Regions from separate parts of the Mus musculus genome. Here region 1 is linked to region 2. The links are chromatin contacts, called in public HiChIP or PLAC-seq maps. All regions are on one chromosome and are shown on one strand. Each heading gives the region's core, a stretch centred on a gene start, on an enhancer-like site or on the middle of the called end of the contact. The rest is flanking DNA. Distances are from core to core; before and after follow the strand shown.

What was found. HiChIP or PLAC-seq counts read pairs in DNA pulled down with a chosen protein or histone mark.
Region 1: a contact with region 2 is called in an H3K27ac HiChIP or PLAC-seq map of microglia, with 2.7 times the contacts expected there. The contact joins the enhancer-like site here to the promoter of Spata31d1a in region 2. A contact is called at or near these places in 6 of 39 promoter capture datasets (the C10 cell line, HPC-7-derived erythroid cells, embryonic stem cells and 1 more), 6 of 484 Hi-C or Micro-C datasets (brown adipocytes, effector CD8 T cells, embryonic heart and 3 more), 4 of 115 datasets of contacts at active chromatin or transcription factors (cardiomyocytes, embryonic stem cells and microglia) and 4 of 9 other capture datasets (adipose tissue, embryonic stem cells, liver and 1 more).

The regions. Positions count from the first base shown.
Region 1 is chr13:59,623,401-59,626,574 of GRCm38.p6, reverse strand. Naa35 (N(alpha)-acetyltransferase 35, NatC auxiliary subunit) reads right to left here. Exons shown (of 23, transcript NM_030153.2): 16 at 1,972-2,070; 17 at 978-1,156. Among named protein-coding and RNA genes, the nearest start is that of Naa35, 40 kb to the right of the region's middle. Within about 2 kb of position 1,479, at least 26 of the 459 cell types and tissues checked have an H3K27ac peak or open chromatin away from gene starts, as enhancers often do. A contact at or near this core is called in microglia, where this site is marked.
Region 2 is chr13:59,704,432-59,707,815 of GRCm38.p6, reverse strand. It overlaps Spata31d1a (spermatogenesis associated 31 subfamily D, member 1A), which reads left to right and starts at 1,619. Exons shown (of 4, transcript NM_028157.2): 1 at 1,619-1,851; 2 at 2,728-2,770. The coding sequence starts at 1,666. Gm40972 (a long non-coding RNA gene) reads left to right here. Exons shown (of 3, transcript XR_873547.2): 3 at 925-1,129.

The DNA of each region.
Region 1 (3,174 bases), core at 230-2,729, 81 kb after region 2:
TTCCAAACACCAGCTGCTCGTTTTTAAGGACTTCAATAGTCTTTCCTCTCTCAGGGCAATGATTAAGTTAAATGAATTTAACTATAAGTTTAAAGAGCAAACAATACCAAAGTGTAACATATCAAATTTTGACATTTGATGAAGAAACTGTTTAAAATTGTCTCGATCCCTTGATAGGTGAAGATAATTCACGATTGTCATCGTGATGATCAACACTTGCTTGCTGTGTATTTTCTACCTGTTCTCATGTCTAAGATAGCCGCAAACAGCCTCTTCATAGAACTCCCTAGCTTTCCCTCCACTGAAGGGGAAGCTGCAGCTCATCTCCCAGTGATTAGCCTGCAGTCATGGTGTCCACAAGAGAGCGCATTCCACCAACTGCACCCGCACCATGCACCCACTAGTGCTGCACAAGTCAGCAAACAGCACTCTCTCTTCTCCACAGTTGCAAATAAAAGATGGTCGAATTAACCCATTTATTTTTATGAGTATTTTCCATAGAATTATTCCAACAACAGAAAGGACATTTGTGTAATGTTACAGCAATATTTGTGTAATGTTACAGCACTAAAGATGTATACTTTGACCTAGCTCTAATTCTCAAAATATTTTACCAACTGTGCCACAACAGTAAAAATGCACTAAGGAAAAATATTCCAGGGGCCAGTGAGATGGCTGTGCTGGTCAAAGAGCCTGTCAGAAAGACCGACCACAGGACTCCAATCCCCAGAGCCTATCCTTATAAAATCAAATACAGTCCCTCGCATCTCTAACACCACTGTTCCTACAGTGAGACTGTACGAGGAAAGTAACCTGGGGATTGCAGTCCAGCTGGCATGGAGACCGTGCCTCAGCACGGTGAAAGGGAAGCGTGTGTGATCAGAGACTGCATGCACACAGCAACCCCGACTGTACACTTTATAGATGCACACAACGTCTCTGCTCTCGCCATCACTGCTAGCGGCAACAGCGCTCACCAGTAGATGTAGTAGTACTCATGCATGCTGTACAGCTCCAGCTCAAAGCCACTGAGCAGATACTGGATCATAATCCGGAGGTTATGGTAAAGAACCCAGGTTCCTAAGCAGGCCAGATGTTGTCTCTGAGGCTCCTGTTTCAACAACATAGTATGAAGCGCTGCATCAACCTTCTCTGCCTGTCAAAACAATTGTTACTTTAGGGTCAATTAGTCAGATAGTAAGAGAATCTGAAAATATGAGCAGAAGATGTAAATCTCACACTCCAAACAAAGTCTTCCTTTCAAATGCATCAATGGTAAGGTTTGCAAAGGTCTTACCCTGCAATACTTAATATTTACCCAAATTATTCCTCAAAATAAACATGCACATTAATGCAAGTTAGTTTATCCAGGCAAGGAGGTGGACATGTTTGTAAGCACGGAGCACCACCAGTCTACTCCAGAGACTAAAGCAGGAGGATCATGTGAGCCCGCCCAATGGCTAAAAATAAGCCTGCGGAAACAGGCCCTGTCTTAAAACAGACAAGCTTCAACTTGTGACCTCAGGTCTGTGGTGTTAGTAATGGGAGCCACTGCTGGCCGTGAGTCACCTTTAAACTGTTTCATGTCGGGTAACTTGTCATGAAACCATAGTTATCTACACAAGCCACAATTTATCTTGATGACAAAGCCATGATTTAAGATGCTTATAAGGTATATCCTCACATTTCTTCAAGTACGTGCTTCTCTTGGACTATAAAACTGTTACATTTTAAGTGGAAAAACAGGTATATCAGAGTAAAAAATTAATCCACAAATCACTGTTTTGAAGAACTGCTTTTCAAAAGTTAAAGTATAAAAAAAGTATCCTGTGAGACCCAGGCTGGCCTCAATGCATGATCCTTCTGTGTCACACTGCCAAGTTCTGTGACTATCGTTAATGCTCTCACAAGAGCTTGCTATTCTTGAAACCTATGTCTTGATGAATTGTACAAAAGACATCTGGCTCTTACCTCATCTTGCAAGGTAGCAAACTCCTCAAGAATGTGACCAAGCTTGTCTCTCTGCCGAGCCCTGTTATGGCCATGGATCTGAACAAGACTACAAAACGGCTGTAACACACAGACAAATTAGTAACTGTCAACATGAACTTCCTCTATCCTAAAGAAACAATATGCCAAATTCTTAAATCTTGTTAAATGCATGTAAGAAATGCACAATTACACTGTTGACGTTTCTTACACAGGCGCCCATTTTTAAAGACTTCAATATCAGAATTTATAAAGAGATGGGAAAAGGAAGCTTTTTGTGAAATATGATTTCCTATGGCAAAAGTATACTCCTTCAGGAATTGTCCTGCATTTCCTTTTCTCCTTATTTTAAACTAAGGTCAAGATTACAATACTAATGTTTCTGTGGTAGTTGAGTCAAGGCTGCTACCTCTGGCTCTTCTATTCCTAAGGACCTAAAACACGGCTTCCTGTAAACTCTGGAACACTATACTAATCCGACAACAGACACGTATGGTGAGCAGCCTGCATTTAGAAAATGTGACTAACTTCTCTGAAGCATAACAAAGCTTGTATCAGTGACCTCTGACAGGCTGTCTTTGGACTAGCAACTGTTTTAGAAGAGTTCAGAGGTACAGGGTGGGCATCTCTCATCTGAAAACTCAAATAACTAGATGATAGATAGATAGATAGATAGATAAATGGATAAATAAATCAAGACAGAGTCTCACTCTGTAGCTGAGGGTGACTGATCCTGAAGTTGTGATCCCCTGTCCATTTCCTGAGTGTTAGGACAAAAGGCCTGTATCACCAAGTCCAGTTTTCAAAAAAAATTCTGAACATTAAAACTCCCCATACTTGAGAATATGCTAGATTGCAGGTTTTTGAAATAGGGATACTCAACTCACAAATATTCCAAAACCTGAAACATTTTTAGTCCGGGCACCTCACATTTCACAGAAGTGATGCTCAGGTGCTCAGCCTGCTAGCATCTCACTCTTTAAGATGTAATTTCCAGAAAGTAAAGCAATACACCTGCGATAATATTACAGAAATAAAATCCAGTCTCCTTAGTCTTCCACCATACAATACTGCCTTCATGCTCACACTTGCACACACACGTAGCACACATGAACGCATGCAGTAGAATTAGCCCCTAGAGAACTTCCTAATTGATTATTCTAAGAGAAGTGTTAATATAATGAA
Region 2 (3,384 bases), core at 370-2,869:
CTATAATGGGGATCCGATGCCCTCTTCTGGTGTGTCTGAAGTCAGAGATGGTATACTCACATATATGGAATAAAGAAATCTTTGAGAGAGAGAGAGATAGAGAGAGAGTTCTGAGTATTCATGGCATACCTCCTAAAATACTTCATGAATCTTATCCAGCATACCACATGTCTGTGTGTGTGTGTGTGTGTGTGTGTGTGTGTGTGTGTGTGTGTGTGTCTTGGTTACCAGTATGTGGCTCCATGGAAAAGTTATGACACTGTTGGGAAAGAGGCCCAGGAGAAAAAAGCTAGGTGATTGGGATGTACCTTGAAGGGAAGACAAGGCCCTTGGCCCCTGATTTTCTGACTTCCCTTTCTGTTTGTCCCAGGACAGCCACTTCTTTTATAATACAGTCGCACAATTACATGCGTCATACTAAGGGACATGCTAAGTGACTGGAAATAAACGGTGTGAAACCATGACCCTCCAAAGCTTTTCTTCTCTTCATCCTCGGCATTTTATCACAGGATGAAGACTGACATACGATGATGAACCATGTCTAAACCATCATGTGATGCTGCGGGGTGGGGTGGGAAGTGAAGTCATTTTGAATATCCAATCATCAGGAGAATGGTGAACCAGAGCCTCACCCCAAATTCTTAAAGGAACTCACCAAGGCCCAGAGGCGTGCAGCGTTCAGTGGGAAACAAGGCCACAAACCAACCCCAAATTGAACAAAGCATCAATTCTTCTTTAAAGCAGGTGTAGATGAGGATGCGCAGCAACCTCCGGGTTATTTAACCCTGACGCTGCTGCTTGGATAACATGTGAGAGGTTCCTAGGTTTGGGATTATGTGGTTACCTAGAGCGGACGACAGGCAGTCAGGGACGGGCCTCAACCAGGTTCTTCTTTAAGGCACTGACACCGACTCTCTCCTCAAGGATCCCGGGCACCACCCTCAGAGCTTACCAACAGCCAGCCCCATCTAAAAGAATGGCAAAACTCCTATCATCCGCCGACACAGCAAGGAAATGAAAAGAGGAAAGACCAACTCTTCCTAGACATGAAACTGGTACTCTGACTGGTCACTGCAGCTCTGTGCACCTGGAGCATAATCAAAAGCCTTAATGCAATTAAATTTTTACTAACTGCAGAAAAAAAAATACACGGTATACAGTTATATCCAAGAATACATGAGCTGACCAAAAATATATGCTCTAACATGATTTAGTATTTGTATCAGTTTTATGACTTAACTGTGTTGCTATGACTAAAAGACACTCAAGCTCGACTCAGAGACATTTACTTCTAGATATTCGAGAAGATAAATAAATATAATAGGCAGAGGGAATAACCATTCTGCAGATAGCGCATATGTGAGAAGGGCCTAGTTGCCAAGGCTGTGAATATCTCAGCAAAGCAAAATCCCAGGCACCACGTGGTCCCAACACAGCTGAGGTCCAAATCAAGTTCTCCAAACAGCAAGAGAAACAGGGAGCAGCAGGGTTGGGCAGAGGGCTCTGAGGAGCTCCTGGGGGTGGGGGAAGGGCTGGAGACACACCCTCCTCTCCACCCTCAGAAACCCTTGTGACTCTCCCTGCTCTGTGAGGTAGGCCTGGGACTCTAGTCAAGCTCAGGAACCCTCAGCCTCAGACACCTCAGGCAGCCATGCTGTTGCTGCCATGGAGAAGATTCTCTCAGCTCTGAATGGCCTCAGTGAGACATGGCTGACCCTAGGCTCAGCTTCCTACCACATAGACCTCAACTACACTCTTCTGAGTGGACTGGGGCTACTGCTTCTGTACATCTCCTACCTGATATTGAAACTGCTTATACATTTGCTGGGGAGAAAGAAATACACCCCAAAGGTAAGGAAGGATGGTGAGTTCCCAAGAGAGACTTCACTGCTAGGCTGTAGTTCTGTCCTGGCTGTGGGGTGAGCTTGGCTGTCAGAGGGATGTCTGGGATGAATGAGTGAGGAGAGGAGGGGAGGGGAGGGGAGGGAAGGTGAGAGGAGGGGAGGGGAGAGGGGAGGAGAGGAGAGGAAAGGGGAGGAGGAAGGGGGGAGGAGAGAGAAGAGGGGAGAGGAGGGGAAAGGAGAGGAGAGGGGAAGGGAAAAAAAGAGGGAAGGGGAAAGGAGAGGAGGGGAGATGGAGAGGGGAGAAGAAGAGAGGTATGAGAGGGAGGACTAAGGTTCCCATTTGGAGCCCACATTCACCTTCCTATCTGTGTGCCTGAATTTTCCAGGACAAAGTAGGAAACTGGTCCTAGTGGCTTGGCTCCAGTCTTTGGGTTCTGGGGATGGGACCAGTCTCTCCTGACAGTGATCCTATGATCCACTCCCGCATCACCTGTCCCTTCCCCTACCCTCCTCCACAATGAACTGGTCAGGATCACAGTGCTGCGTGTTGAAGGCCTCTGTTTAGAGCCTGGTTCGTGGTCTTTAGCCTCACACACAGCCCTTGGAGAGAGCAGAGATGTCAATGCTGCCTCCAGACTCCATGCTATCAAGAAGACTTTTTGTTGAGATCCCCAAGTGTGGACATTGTCGTGGTCTCCTCTACTTTCCCAGAGAGAAAAGCAGTGAACATAAGTGATTACTTCTAAAGTTAGTAAAATGAATGCATAAATCTCATTTATTCAATAGACCTCAGGATAATGTGGTTAGGAGTTCTGAATATATAACAAAGAGAAGCAGTACAAAGAAGTCTCACGTGCTCACTGTGTTTCTCTTTTCCTTACAGCGGCAGAACAGCATCAGGCGCAAACAAAGGAAAGCATTTAAACGTAGGTGTCCACCTATTAACGTCACCATCCCAGCGTCCCCCTGATGTCCTTTCTATGAAGTTTCAGGTCCATGATTTGAAGATGTTGCTCCTGAGACTCCGATTCACAAGATCAACCCGAGATAGAGCTGAGTCCCCTCTACTCCCCCACGCCTGAAGCAGTGGGCACAGCATCTCAGAACATGGAGTTCTGCCCCCTGGCTGTGGAATGAGCAGGGAGACAGGCATGGCCCTTCAGGAATCTTGTGGGATGCGCAGGCGGGTACTGGCTGCTTTGAAGCACAGCTTAAGTCTCCTGACACTGTGTCCCCCGTTTCCTTCCCCGGGAGCTGACAGCTATGAGGAAATCATTGAGCAGCGTTTCCTGCAGTGGTTTTGAGAGGCACTTGAAACAACACAGGGGGTGGGGGAGGGGAGATTAGCAAATGAGCCGCATGTGCGCACACACGCAAACACACACACACACACACACACGTGTGAATGTCCTGAGTGTTCCCACAGAGCACTTGTCACCATCTGCAGGTTCTCCTACACACTTTTCTTCCATTTTAAACGATCTAGATATTTAGTACATGTGATGGGTGTTTTCCTTGCACGTCCATCTGTGTACCACAG